Regions from separate parts of the Zea mays genome. Here region 1 is linked to region 2. A link is a contact called in public Hi-C data. All regions are on one chromosome and are shown on one strand. Each heading gives the region's core, a stretch centred on a gene start, on an enhancer-like site or on the middle of the called end of the contact. The rest is flanking DNA. Distances are from core to core; before and after follow the strand shown.

Region 1 (3,793 bases), core at 976-3,475, 320 kb before region 2:
GTGTAGATAATTATGATATTCGGTATACTGCGTAAAAATCTGCTACCAGCTGCATGCACACGAATTTATGATGAAAAGAATATGCAATGAAAGGAAATGAATTGCATGCATAGAAACAAAAAATCGCATTTAATGTTTTATTTCCTTCATAAATATAGGATCTCTCCAACAGCCATGCAGCTAAACGCATTAGAACTAGTTTATGATGTATACTGAAACAAATTATACTACACGGTGTAGGTATTTATGCAATTCCTTACACTACGTAAAAAATCTGGCATGTTGTTCACTGGTGGACGCATCTCCGGGTGGAGCGTAAAAACCTTAAGTTTTGAGCATAAAATCCCTCATTATAAGCGTAAATACCGAGTCAATTAGAGGTTGATAGCTTTAGTAGGTTGTTATTACGATCCTATTTTTATGACAGATCCGAAAAATATGGCAGCCGCATGCATGCGGTTTCTATTTTTATACAGATCCAAAAATTATGGCAAAATCGTGGGAGTTTTTCATTGCATGCGCGCAAATTACGAACCGCATAAATCAAGGAATTGCCTTTCGAATGTGCATGCAGTAAACTGATATACGAACTCTGTGTTCAAGCATAAAATCGTACAATTTTTAGCGTAAATAATACATGTGGTAGGCATAAAACACAATAATCGAAAAGAAAACTGCGCCGGATCGGAGGATGTCACGCAGCGATCTGCGCGTATCTCGCTCCTTCCGTGACGTCGCTCGCTCGAACATCGTGCCTCATGCGTCGCCGTCGCTCGCACGTCGATGGGCGTCGCTTGCTCGCCGGCCTTGGAAGTGCCGCCTCCTCGGGGCTTCGGGGATGCCGCCGCTTGCCCGCACAAGAGCCCCGCTGTCGCTCGCCCTCTGGATCGGGGAACCGCCGCCATTACTCCGGATCGAGGAACCTCCGCCACCGTGCGTCGAGGTAATGGAGTTGCGGCCACCGGCCTGAGAACCGCCGCTATCGCATAAGGGCACTGCCGTCGCTCGCCCTCTGGATCGGGGCCCGCCGCCGCGGGCCTGGGAACCGCCGCCACCGCATGTCGAGGTCGGGGAGCCGCGGCCACCGCAGCCACCGGCCGGGGGTCCACCGCCGCGCGCGCTATCGGGCAACCGCCGTCGCTAATGAATCGAATATGACGTGTAAAACTGAACCCTAGCACTACAGATTTTCTTTTATAAACGTCTGGACCTGGTCCGGTTCGACCGGATTGCACTGTCTGGCCTGGGCTTTCTTTAGTTATTGGAAGCCCAGGGCTCCTAATATACAATATATATATATATATATATATATAGCAAAATTGGTTCTCGTTTTTTAGACGAGGTATTAGAAGAGGTAGCTATTATATTAGATCTATTAAGAGATTAAACTAGAGGTTTTTAGAGAGATCAAGGTAGAACTCTCTGATGCTTTGGAGAGCACTTTTGTACACAAATCTCTGGTGCTTTGAGATTAGTGCAGTAACATTATTTCTCTATTTGTTGATTATTAGTTATGTTCTTTGTTTTGATTATAGATTGAATCTTTGTTTTCAAGTGTCACTGATGTTTTGATTCATCTAGTCCAATACTAAGGCATGCATTTTACTGGTCTACAAAGTTTGAGATACCATTCTTTTCTGATTATTATTTAATTTCGAAATTAGATCTGGAGCGGCGATCTTGTTTCGTTAATAACTTTAGATCCTGAAGTCCGATTGTCGTGATTTCAGTCGTTTTAGATTTATGATTTTATCTAGTTTAATCGATTAAATTTTGAGAACGATCGGAGTTACGGATTTTGGCCAGCAACGTTTTTTTAACGTGACAGCAATCTGTTCGGAACTATAAAACTGCAATATTTTGGTTTTGTGATTAAGAGAAGCTGAGATAAATAGTTTTAAGCTTCCGCAATTGTTCACCTCCTCTGAATGCCTTGCCTATTCTAGCGCCATCCGATCCTACAATATGAGAAATCTACTTTGAGTATTTAGATCTGGTTATGATAAGTATATTTAATTTAATGATGGATTTATACAAGAACACAATAATTCTTCCTCTACCAGCTCGGTGTGGGCCCCAGAGAAGGAACACTTGGGTCGCGAAGCTCAGGCCGCAGGCAGCGTACCAAGAGCAGACCAGCTCGCTTTCGCTTTCGCTTTGTTTTGGCTTTTGGTGGGTGTATAAATACGGGGCAGCAGCAGCACCATCTCGCCTCCTCGCGTCCGATCCATCCCCAGTCCACCCCATTCCATTGCGTGCTGGAGCCCTTCCCAGCTTTCTCTGGTGGCGCCGCCCATGTCCCCTCCTGCACACTGATTGAGCTCTTCATTCTTCTCCCTCTTCTCTCTCTCTTTCTCCTACTGTTAGCTACTAGCCATACCTAGGGTTTGTCACGGCCTTCTCAGTTTTTGAGCCATCACCTTTTATTCTCTCTCTCTCCCTCTCTCTCTCTCATGACCCAAGACACATCCATCCAGCCATCCGCGCTAGCTCTCTAGCTAGCTATCCTCATCAGCACCATCTGTCTCTTGCTGTCTCGCAGCACTGTTCTTAGCTGCAGGTAGCTCCAGCTCGATCGTTCGTTCTCTCTTAGCAGCTAAGGAAGGCCACATAAATTATAAAAGGCAGCCCTTGAGGGCAGGCGCAAGGAAAGCTGTGGTTTCCATCTCCTCACACCCTTCTCCATCGTTCTCCCTCCCCAAGAGTCACGGTCAGTAAAAGGAACGAAAGAGGCCGAGTCGTTCTCTTAACTTCGCCACCGCACCCGCCATCATGGTGTTCTCCTCGCTCCCGATCTTCCTTGACCCTCCCAATTGGGGCCAGGTGGTTGATTTATCCTATTACTCTTCTTTTTTTAATTAATTTCGTCGTGTATCTGTTTCCTTCTTGTTATTTAAGAGTGAATCCTGGGGTATTTTTCCCCTGATACGAACAATGAACTTCAAACTTTGGTTGGTTCACCGCAAAATTTGCAAGTTTGTTTACTGTGCCTTCGTTCATGTCTGATTGAACTTAGACACAAAAGGAAAGGCATCATTCTAGGCATGCATGTTCTTGAATCTTGAATATACCGTGCGTTGAATTCCAGTCTTTATTATAATTGATTCGCTATACATGCATACAGATGCATATGCAGCAGCAGCAACCACTCCAGTGTCTCCTCGACGGCGGTGCTGGCAGCGACCACCACCACCTGATGCCTCCGCCGTCCTGCCTGGCGCCGCTGCGCGGAGGTCCTGCTGACACGGCGGCGAGCGCTCCAGCGGGAGGCGGCTCGTCCACCTCGGTGCCGACGACGGCGGGAGCAGGGGCAGGGGCGGGGGCGACGCAGCCTCGCCCCGTCGTGTCGATGGCGGAGCGCGCCAGGCTCGTGCGCGTGCCGCTCCCGGAGCCCGGCACGCTCCGCTGCCCGCGCTGCGACTCCGCCAACACCAAGTTCTGCTACTTTAACAACTACTCGCTCTCGCAGCCGCGCCACTTCTGCAAGGCGTGCCGCCGCTACTGGACCCGCGGCGGCGCGCTCCGCAACGTGCCCGTCGGCGGCGGGTGCAGGCGCAACACCAAGCGCTCCAGCAAGAAGTCCTCCCGCGGTGGCGGCGCGGGCGCCACGGCGGCCACCTCCTCGTCCTCCACCACCTCCACCTCCACCACGGCCACCACCACCACGACGAGCGCGGCCATGGCGGCGGCCGAGGCCATCGCCAGCATGCAGGCGCAGCTGCCCCACCTCGGCCTCCCGCCCGCAGCGGCCGCCGCCGCGCTCGAGGCCTCGCTGGAGGGCTACCACCACCAC
Region 2 (3,370 bases), core at 668-3,167:
TAATATGTCATGGTACGAATGCCCTTGTACTGTGCAAATAAGAAATAAAAATTAAATTAATATTTAATGGTAATTATCCCCGTATACACTGTGCAAATAAGAAATAAAAATTAAATTAATATTTAATGGTAATTATCTCCGTATACAGTAGATATAAGAAATAAAAATAATATTAATATTGTATGGTAGTTGAGTTAGTTGATGAAGAAAGTATATAATATTGTTGTGGTGGGGTATAGAGGATTGATATAGGGGGAACCGTTGTAGAGTGTGGAGAAATAGGGGGAGAGATAACGCTGACGTGGCACGTGAGTGAGATATAGGGGGATAAATTTAGGGGGAACCGTTGAAGTCAGTCTGAAGCCGCACGGCGTCGATGCGTCAGCCCGTCAGTACTTGTTTGGGGCCAGCATTATGCGTCGTCATGATTGATCACTAGTGTTAGGCATCAAGGCTCCAAGGCTGTCATAAGCTAGAATCAGATTCCCGTTCCCATGGCTAGGAGTTGAGTTTGTTCAGCTCAGTGTGGACGATGATCACATTTGCAGCTTGTCTTGTCACTTCACTCTCTGAATGAAGAGAAAAAAAAACAAATGGCTAACTATGATCTTTTAGACATAGTTTTAGGCCTAGTTTAGGAACTACAATTTATCAAGGGAATTTCATTAAGGAAATTATTTTATATTCCCTTGGAAAAATAAAAATCACATGAAAAAAATGGAGTTCCTAAACTAGGACTTAGAAGTGAAATCTGCCTGGCTTCTTCTAATCTAATGCTAATAATGAACAATTTCACACCGGAGAACCAATGAATCGCACAACAAACACGGATCTCAATCCAAAACGAAACTGCCGCATTCAGAAAACCAACGCACACAACCACGAGGAAAAAACACAAAGAAATTATTCACAGTTCGTCACAAGCCGTCAATGCACGACGCCCACCTGCGCGGCGGCGGCGGCGACGTCGATGCTCCTCTGTCCCGGCAGCGCGAGCATGGCGGTGTGGTCGAGGAAGTCCTTGAGGCGGGCGACGGCCTCGACGACGGCGCGGAGCTCGTCGGCGCGCGCGAACCCGCGCGCGCCGGCGGCGCGGACGGCGTACACGTAGAAGGTGAGGCAGCCCTTGCGGAACTTGAAGCGCGCCATCTCGGGCGCCCCCGGCGCGGCGCGGAGGAGGCGGCGCCCGACGTCGCCGAGCGGGACCACGCCCGGCCACGCGGCGTCCGCCGCGGCCTTCATGGCGGCGGACTCGAACACGAACACGGCGGCCTTGGAGTTCCTGGTGCCCAGGCCCAGGGTCAGGGTGTGCCACGCGTGGTGCGCCAGGATGGCGAAGCTGGTCGGGATGTAGGCCGTCGTCGTGGGCGCGAACGACAGCGGGTCCGCCGCGGCGGGGGCGGCGGCGGGGGAGGGGGAGGCGCGGAGGAGGTGCGGGAGCTCCAGCGGCGATGCGCGGCGCACGGTGAGCGCCCGCGTCACGAGCTGCGCGCCGAAGCGGAGGCCCTTGACGTCCGCGCACGGCGTGAAGTGCGCGTCCAGGGTTCCCGGCGCCGGCGCGGGCGCGGCCTTGGACTTGTTCGACGCCGCCCCGTCGTGGCTGCTCTTGGACTTGGACTTGGACCTGCTCTTTGACGCCTTGGGCTCCGCCATTGCCGACAGTGGCTGGTCCTCTGGTCGCCGACTGTGCTATTCTATTCGTGCTCTGCTGCGGAGGGGCAGAGGGAGAGGTTTGCTCGGAGAGTAGGAGCTTGAAGGCGTCAAGAAGAGACGAAGAGGGAACAGGGTAGCTGGAACAAGGTGGGGGTTGGTCAGAGCAGTTAAGGGGGAGAGAGAGGGCGCGCGCGGAAGGTTCCTCACTTCGTCTCCACATTTTTACCAGATCGGTCGTATAAAACACTGTACACCCGAGTATTGTTTACTGAGTAAAATATAAAATAAGATAGGATGGCTTCTGGAGACCTTATTATATGAACATAGTTTTTTCCTTCAAAGAATATTAGACATATCAATTCTTAAGAAAACTAAACCTTTTCAAATTTAAGGCCGACTCCAGCAAGGATCTGTAAAGCGTTCTCTACGTTAAATTTAGCAGATGCAACCGTGTGCAATGCCTCCAACAAGGATCGCTAAAGGAGACTGTAAAATTTAGAGCTCGCCAAGAATTATCTAAACGTAGCGGACGAAGAAGCGTCCTCTATAGCTGACATCTGCATCAATGTCAGTGTACTTGTGTCCTTCTTATACTAAAAAACGATTACAACTGTACTAAATGTGATGGGTACATGCTACCAGACATGTACGATCACCACTATACATAACATGATGTCTTATGAAATTATTTTTTTATAGGTGAAACACAATGCAAAATTCGAAGTTTGATAATACTGTAGATATAGAGGACTAAATATAGAGGACGTTGCTGGAGATGAAGAAAATATAGAGGATAAAATCTTTTAGAGTGTTCTGTAAAGGACAGAGAATATTCCTTTAGGGATGGAATTTAGGGGACGCTGCTGAAGACAGCCTAAGGCTGGCTCTAGCAAGGACCGCTAAAGGCTCCTCTACCCTAAATTTAGAGGATTAAACGGTGTTCTACGCTATTCAGCAACGTCCTCTAAATTTAGAAAATGTTGTTGTATTCTCTATATATAGAGTTCCTCTAAACAGTCATTCATCCATTTAAATACTTTAAATAACCGGTTTAGCAAAACTAAAATATGTACAACATATTTAAGAGTACGACAAATACATATGTACAAAAAATAAAAAAATATCTCTAATATAGATATTTGCGTATAGAGGACGTGATTTAGAGGACGTTGTTGGAGAGGAAGGATATATACTGCATGATTGGTTACCTGGACGCGCGCATCCGGACTCTCCCTATGCGGTGACGGGCACTGTTTGGTTACCTGCTTACGCGAAGGCCAGGGCTGCATCCGCCCGTGCAGTATAGGTCAAAATACTGCATGCGTGGGTACGCAGTATGGATACCGGTTCCAGTGGACCAAGCTCAAATGAGCGAGGATACGCTTGACCACGCAACCAATTAGAGCCATAGAGAATGAAATCTTTTAGATATAAAATATTGATATATAGGACGTTATTAGAGACACCCTAACCAATCATATAACTTTTTTTTCTTTTCTTTTTCTTCCTCCTCTGTTCCTGTCGCAGAGGATCACTGTACTGTACTGTACTGTACTGTGGCAGATTCCCAGTGCCCAGCAATCTGATGCCTGTAGGAGTAGCCTCACACAGCCCACATGACCCGGCTTCATCAATCAGAATTCAGAACGACTCGCCGTATCACATCCTGGTTTCTGCAGCTGCAGGCTGTAACTAGACATACATACCGTACCTGCAC

The links. A called contact is a pair of places that touch in the nucleus more often than the background predicts.
Region 1: a contact with region 2 is called in a Hi-C map of bundle sheath, with 4 times the contacts expected there. The contact joins the promoter of LOC103650524 here to the promoter of LOC100276878 in region 2. A contact is called at or near these places in 2 of 25 Hi-C or Micro-C datasets (bundle sheath and tassel).

The regions. Positions count from the first base shown.
Region 1 is chr3:127,707,310-127,711,102 of Zm-B73-REFERENCE-NAM-5.0, reverse strand. LOC103650524 (dof zinc finger protein DOF5.1-like) reads left to right here and starts at 2,225. Exons shown (of 2, transcript NM_001346839.1): 1 at 2,225-2,823; 2 at 3,125-3,793. The coding sequence starts at 2,773.
Region 2 is chr3:127,383,533-127,386,902 of Zm-B73-REFERENCE-NAM-5.0, reverse strand. It overlaps LOC100276878, which reads right to left and starts at 1,917. Exons shown (of 1, transcript NM_001320293.1): 1 at 813-1,917. The coding sequence starts at 1,653. The coding sequence ends at 928.